2 separate regions of the Danio rerio genome follow, and region 1 is linked to region 2. Evidence: chromatin contacts called from public HiChIP or PLAC-seq data. All regions are on one chromosome and are shown on one strand. The core of a region is the stretch at or near the end of the contact, and the rest is flanking DNA. Distances in the headings are between cores, read along the strand shown. Region 1 holds the start of cela1.1 (chymotrypsin like elastase family member 1, tandem duplicate 1). Region 2 holds the start of smarcd1 (SWI/SNF related BAF chromatin remodeling complex subunit D1).

Evidence for each region. HiChIP or PLAC-seq counts read pairs in DNA pulled down with a chosen protein or histone mark.
Region 1: an H3K4me3 HiChIP or PLAC-seq map of embryo shows a contact between it and region 2, with 5 times the contacts expected there. The contact joins the promoter of cela1.1 here to the promoter of smarcd1 in region 2. A contact is called at or near these places in 2 of 4 datasets of contacts at active chromatin or transcription factors (caudal fin and embryo).

The regions. Positions count from the first base shown.
Region 1 is chr22:7,863,640-7,867,405 of GRCz12tu, reverse strand. cela1.1 (chymotrypsin like elastase family member 1, tandem duplicate 1) reads right to left here and starts at 1,311. Exons shown (of 8, transcript NM_001025474.4): 1 at 1,250-1,311; 2 at 1,036-1,127. The coding sequence starts at 1,289. LOC100151078 (novel protein similar to vertebrate amiloride-sensitive cation channel 2 neuronal (ACCN2)) reads left to right here and starts at 2,758. Exons shown (of 9, transcript XM_068216422.2): 1 at 2,758-2,867. The coding sequence starts at 2,822.
Region 2 is chr22:7,414,819-7,418,316 of GRCz12tu, reverse strand. smarcd1 (SWI/SNF related BAF chromatin remodeling complex subunit D1) reads left to right here and starts at 1,322. Exons shown (of 13, transcript NM_198358.1): 1 at 1,322-1,525. The coding sequence starts at 1,349. LOC137495449 (a long non-coding RNA gene) reads right to left here and starts at 1,099. Exons shown (of 3, transcript XR_011015257.1): 1 at 1,056-1,099.

The DNA.
Region 1 (3,766 bases), core at 62-2,561, 450 kb before region 2:
AAAACACTCTAGCTGCCTTTTCTTCGCCAAAAAACTCCTACCGGAACTAGGTTTACACGTTGTTGACGTACTTCCGGTTTTTGCATAACAGGTCTATCAGGAGCTTTCACTTAGGCTTGCTTATGACGTAGCACCTGTTGTTGGTGTCCCGGGGGGAAATCCTCAGATAACTGTTGATCAAACTGGGCTCAGCTTGTTCGTAAGCACCGCTGAAAACTTCCATCATTCAGGTTAAGCCTCTGTACTCACAGACCTGGGTGCACTGCCTGGTCACTCTAGCAATGAAGCTTGAGTCACCGGGCAGACGGAAGCCCTGCCCATGACGTGAATCCAAACACGGTCCTGGAAGGCCAGTGTCCAGCAGATTTTAGCTCTAACATGCTCCAACACACCGGCAAGGATGTTTCTAGAAAGCCTAGTAGGAGCTTGATTAGCTATAGACCAGGTGTGTCTGATTGGAACTAAACTTTGCAGGACACCAGCCCTCCGAGTGTGGACACCCGGAGGACCTCAATCTTGTTTTTGAATCTGTCACTATGCTAACATGTTAGCATTTGTAGTTCCGCCCTCTTTTGGAAAGCGCACAATCTCATTGTTTTTTAATTGAATTTGAAGCGACAGTCACCAAAACGACAAGATTATAGGATCAAAACCCAAAATGGTGAGTTTCAAAGAGGTGTAAAACATTATTTGTGGGGTACTATGAGCTGAAACTTAATATACACACTCTATAGGTTCTTTTAAACAGGATAAAACTTGTTCTTTTAGTCAATAGTATCTGGATGCAGCCTTTATGATGCAAGCTGAGATTGCATCACTCATTGATGCAATGTCAGACAAAATGCACTCAATGGAGTGAGTGACGTCACTGTGACGGTTAGGGGTGGGGTTAGGTGAGCCCATTAAAAAGAATTGGATGCAGCTCAGATTGCATTGCACCGAGTCTGCAGCCAGACCCCTCTCCTTTTAGTTGCAGGAAGCTAGTTAGAAAAAGAGGGTTGAGATTTAAGTTTTTTATTGTGAAAAATATAGTACCTGCCATGGCCAAGAGTGGGGTTTTGCGATCTCTCCACCAATAACCCTTTCCTCAATGGCCAGATCCTCCAGATATCTGGGCTCAGTCAGCCCTGGACAGAAAAACACAAATAGACATGTTAGGGTTGTAACTTTTTCATTAGAACCTTAGTATTTTTTAACATATGTAAATGCATACAGTTCATTTCTCAGCTAATGGAGAGAAACATCTCACCTATAGCGGCCAGCACACTCAACAACAGGATCCTCAGCATGTTTGCTGTCTGTCTAAACTTTCAGCACACTGCCATCACACATATATACCCACAGACTTCCGCAGCGCTGAATAGAACAGGTTGTCTGATGCCCACAGGTGTCTGAATCACACAGATTTCACCACTGTCAAGGCCAATGTGCCAAAACAGGGCAAAATAAACTTGTTTATCTAGCTCAAGGGTCAAAACAATTTCCTTGAACTGCCTTTTCTAATCACCATACCACCAGAGTTTGCCAGATTTAACATGTAACCATTCTGCCTTGTTTTCACAGTTCAGGCTGCCAGCGTTGGTGATTATTTTCCCACCACACTTTGGATGTTTTGTATGAGAGTGAATCGGTGATTCAGCCATATTTCTTACTGATATGACCTCAACTTGGAAACTCTGGATTTAAAGACAATTTAGAGTTTTGTACTATAATACTGAGTTTGTGGTGGTGTTTAGGGATTAAATTTGTGAATTTATCTGACATGACTCGAATGCACCTTTTTGTTGCTCTTGCCTTCATGACTAAAGTGAATCCATCTTACTTTCAGCTGGATAACAGCCATGTCATAAAGCTTTCAATTCCAGTTAAGTTCTGTTAGGATGCGCTGGATATCTATATATCATTCTTTATGAACATTTAAGCTTCAATAATAGTACATTTTACATTATTTAAAACTGCTTTATTTCTTGTTAAATAAGTGAACATGTTTTCTTTGAGTTTTTAAGTCGTCAAGTGAAAATCGTTTTGATGTCAAAGCCTTGACATCTATTTGACTTCCACACATTGATTTTCTTTTGACCACCAAAATAACAACACAAATAGATAATAAAGGTAAATATATAGGTAAATAAGTACCATTTTTCATCTTTAATTACAAATTTAAAGTGGATGATGTATCTCTACAATACATGTTAGCTTGATGTCAAATTGACATTTCACATAAAAAACGCTCCAAAAATTGATAAGAGGGCTTTCCTGTACTCGAATTGTTGATGACAATGTTAGATGTCCATTTCATGTTGTTTTGGTTTCGACATCAAGATCAATTGGCATGAAATCGATATGCACTTTTGATTTTTTTGATTTCAGTTTGACATTAAGGTGTTTGCTGGGATGTGTTATGGCACCTGACTCTCGGAACTACGTGAGGAAACAGTGTGTGCGAATTGTAACTACTTCTACTAAACCCAGAAGGTTTAGTTTCCAGTCTGTTTGGGACATTTATTTATTCATTTATGTTTCTTTTATTTATTTATTTATTTATTTATTTATTTATTTATTTATTACTATTTATTTATTATTTATTATTTATTATTACTATTTTTTTTTCAGTTCAAGTGTTTAACATGTATTCGGAGAACTCACAAATGTTGAGGACTGCTGAAACAAGTGTGTTTGATGCAAACAACAGGTGGCACTGTGGTGTGTTTCAGGTTTCTTTTCCCCTGTAAAAGAAGGACACCGCTAGTTTCCTCCGCTACGCTGCTTGCTCATCGGGCGGGTGTGGTTCAGAGACAAACTTTTACAAATCTTCACCAGTATGAACAATAAATCCAAAATGTTTCTGTCTTTTCTAATAATGCTCGGTAAGTGCGCGATGTCTTATTATTCTTTTCCACTTTCGGTTTCACTTTGCATCTTCATCTCATGTTTATTACCTCATTATTGGTCTCGTTTCCTCTCTATGGGAATTGATATTATCTGGTGTCATTATTCTCTTTCAAAACAATCACTGCTAAAAAAATATCACAAACGGACTGAAATAAATATTCTAAATATTCTTTGCGATATAAAAATGTCTGAATTTGATTTAGTAAAAGGACTCTGATTTGTTTTGATTATAATTTAATATAAATATGTTTCTTTATTTGTTGGACCCGATGATAAATAGCCACTATGTTACTAGTGGCTAATGAGGATCTAAATAAACAATGTGAAATATATTAAAATATTTTAGCCATTGAATTAGCATATTGGTAAAGAAAAAAAAAAAAAAAAAAAAGATGTCTTGATATTTTTAGTATAAAAAAGAAAACAACTATATATTATATAATTTTATCTACATATGTAATAAGAAAAATTATGGAAGGATATTACTACATATTTTGGAGTGACAAAAAAAAAAAAAAAGGCTAACTTTTTAAAATATTATTAATTAGTGTTGGTGAGTCAATCGTCTTTGCCCAATTTATTGTTATATTTTTTACAGATCTGTTCATAATCATTTGTAATGAACTTAAGCACAAATGACCTGTAGCGGAAAATCAACTAATACTAAATCTTGTACTACCTGGTCATTAAAAAAAAACAAAAAAAACAAATGTTATTACCACAAATATGCAGTATTATAACAGCCGTTTTTGCTAAAAAATAAAATAAAAATGTAATAAATAAAAAATAAAAGCATTTACCTAAACGAAAGCACGTTCAAAGTACACTAATAAAGCCTTTAATTTCTTCATTTTATTATGCTGCAATATGATTT
Region 2 (3,498 bases), core at 73-2,572:
ACCACCACAGAACAGCAAATCATTTTACATGGATTCATAAATGAGTAGCACCCAGCATGCAGTTTATATACTTATTTGGCCAGACATTCCTCTGGAAAATGAACACCACAGATAATCTGCACTTCATCATAGATATGCTATAAACTCAAGAACACAGCTAGCATTTGTAACTGTATTTATAAACTGCTTATCAATGTCTATTAAATGTAGAGTTAATGCTAAACAAATAAAATATTAATAAATTAACTAGTTATTAAATGCTTAATAATTATTTATTTATAGTATGCAGATGTTATAAAGTGTTACTCAACAGTTTGAGATAACCTCAATGAAAATATTCCTGTAGTTTGTTTTCTTTTCCTCCTACAATGAGCCTAAGCAATCCAATCATATTGGCCATCACTTCTTTTTCGCCAGGTAAAACATACCTGATATAAATTAAAGATATGAGACTCTATATGGTTAAGACCTGCAGAATAAGCCTAACTTTCAGAATCTCATTCATCACTGTAAAACGATGACAAAACATCAGGCTAATAACACATACAGTATTGTGGGGCAAACAGGCAGTCAGCACAATTTTTAATGTGCTAATGTAATACAACGAATAACACGAATTCAGTAAAATATAGATAAATCTAAAACTCTTACATCAAACGTGCTTTTACCATCTTAGTTTAATGCATGTCACTAAGCACATTAGCCGTTAAGTCAACAAGCCATTAAATCAACAATGTTTCATTAAACCATGGTCACGAGTTACGAACGACGTATAATCAAACTAGAAAACGAACTCTAGAAAATTATTAACAGTTATAGCAGCTCTCACTCTGGCTGTGTAAAATTATCCATATTTATTATTATAATATTTTATTCTTCTTCTGGAAAAAAAATCGTCACGTAACATTTTTGTCCCAGACCCTTAAAAGTGGGGTAAATCATGCAGGCTAATCTGGCATTTCTGCATAAACTCACAGTATAAAACAGCAGCATTACAAAATAAACACATACTTTAACAGTTTAAAATAAAACTTAATAGAAAAATCGGTACTTACACTTTCCTTGTCATCCGTGTCGTCCATTAGCGCATCCATGATCCAATCCGACAGGTAACGCTGTCACAAAAAACTAGGGTCCTAAAGATGCGGTCCTAAAAATGCGGTCCTGAGAGTGCAGCCACTCCAGTTGTGCAGGATTACCCTTCTCATCGTCAGCGCAAGCGCGACGTCTCTTCACACCTCGCGAGACTCTACCTCAGCTCTGAACGCCTGTGCTCTTCAATTCTCGCGATACTAGTTTCAAGTCTCACCGGTGGTTCTCTGTCTGTTTGCGGCTCGCGGAGAAGAAGATGGCGGCGCGGAGTGGTTTTCAGCCTTCGACACCCGGTGGCGGCGGAGCCCCGATGGGACCCGGGCCGCCGGTAGCCGGAGCAGGACCCGGTATGGGTCCCGGTACACCCTCAGGAAGGATGGGACCAGGCGGCCCGCAGAACCACATGTACCGATCACCGATGCCCGGTTACCCGGTAAGGCGCGAGGAGAACAAAGAAGCAGCCGCGCATAAACCGAGGGCTTTAGTTTTAAAGTCTGAACGCAGAATTTGCTCGTTTATTTAAAGCGTCAACATTGAATCCGTTTAAAATGGTTTCTATAGTGTTAAATTGAGAATATACTCTATTATTATGCTCGACTGTGGTTGCGTTGCTTACCGTTTGGTTCAATGCTAAGCGTCAAACTTTATTTCAGTAAACCAGAAATTAGATTATTTGTTTGTGTTTCACTTGAGAATGACTTGAGGAATATTAACCTGCAGTTGGTTTTGATGGTGTAAACAGAGTTTCTGCGGAAGCTCTGTGTGTAACCGCGCGGCCTACAGGAGCATCATGATGATGGCTTTGGTTGCTTTGATGACCAGTGTTTATATGCTAATTTGATGTATTCTGTGCATTACATGAGAGCAAGTCTTTGCCTAAATTACATCTGCTTTGCATATAGTTTGCTACTTAATGATTTAAGAATATGGTTTAAATGTAAAAAGTATAAACATTTAATTTCCCTAGTTTACATAGAGGTAAAGTTGGTTTTATATTCGCACAGTGGTTCATTTAGAAGTATCTGTATTGTTTACCATGTGACTCTGAATATTCGATCGGAATTAGCATAACGTTACATGTGTGACTTGAAAACAACATTAACACTTAATTGACTGTGAACAATGATTGATAGTCATTGGCTGCTAATATGTTTTTGCAATTTAGAATTTGCAAATAATACTTTTATGAAATGATATTATTAAAGGGGAAGTCTGAATGTGCGAATAAAACCAACTTTACCTCTGTCCTGTTTATTAACGTTAGACTAACAAACGTATGTTTTCGTATTGAGGTATAGTTAGCAGGGTTCATACAGTCCTGGAAAAGTCATGAAATTTCAAAAAGGCCTTCTCCGGGCCTGGAAAAGTTTTGGAAAAACACATAAACCCAGAATGTTTTGGAAAAATCATGAAAATTTGCTCAACAATTACGTGTACTTGAGTATATTTGAGATTAACTTGACTGGTACTTGACACTATATTTCATGGGAAGACTTAAAAAAAATGAAATGGGTAAAAAAAAAAAAAACTATAATAAATAACTTCAAAAATCAAAAGCAGTTTATTGGGGTAAAGTTGGTTATGTTTAAACCTTTAGACTTTGTCCTCTATAATATTATTTTACAAAAAATGTTCTTTGTAAATTCTAAATAGTGAAATCATGTTTGCAGCCAAAGACTATCAAAGTACAAAATTGTTCACGTTCAAATAAATATTGCTAATGTTGTTTTCAAGCAGACACATATGGCATTTCAGACTTAATATTCAAAGTGCTATGGTAACCAATATAGGGAGCATGTCACAAGTTGTTGCTGAATTAATGTGTGAATATAAAACCAACTTTACCCCAAAAAGCAGTTATAGCTTCACCTCGCTTTTACCGTAATTCAAGATGCATTTTGAGTTTCGTGTCAAGAAATATTTAACTCCAAAGGTAAAATATTGTGGGTGCTAAAGGCTAATTTGTACTAATTTAAAGTCTTGTGAAAACACATGCCAACATTATTGAATTTTCATGCAGACAGTAAGATAATTTCTAAAAACTATTTTACAGATATGAATATAAACTACATGAATTGTCACATTTTTTTGATATGCTGCAAATTGGAAGGTGCATTTTTTTTACTTATTTACCACATGTATATAGACCAGGGGTAGGGAATCTATAGCTCGGGAGCCACATGTGGCTCTGTAAACAAAAATATGTGGCTATCCAGCTATCTCTTTTCAGTAATATTTCAAAAATTTTAATTACTAGAAATCAGTTTTCTATTGAAAATACAATTACAATTTTCCTTATATTGTATTTTCTACATCAAAATGAATAAGAACTGTTAGCAATAAAAGGACGTTTCAACCAATGTGCATAGCATACGTGGTGCTGTGGTTTTACTTGAATCGCGACAA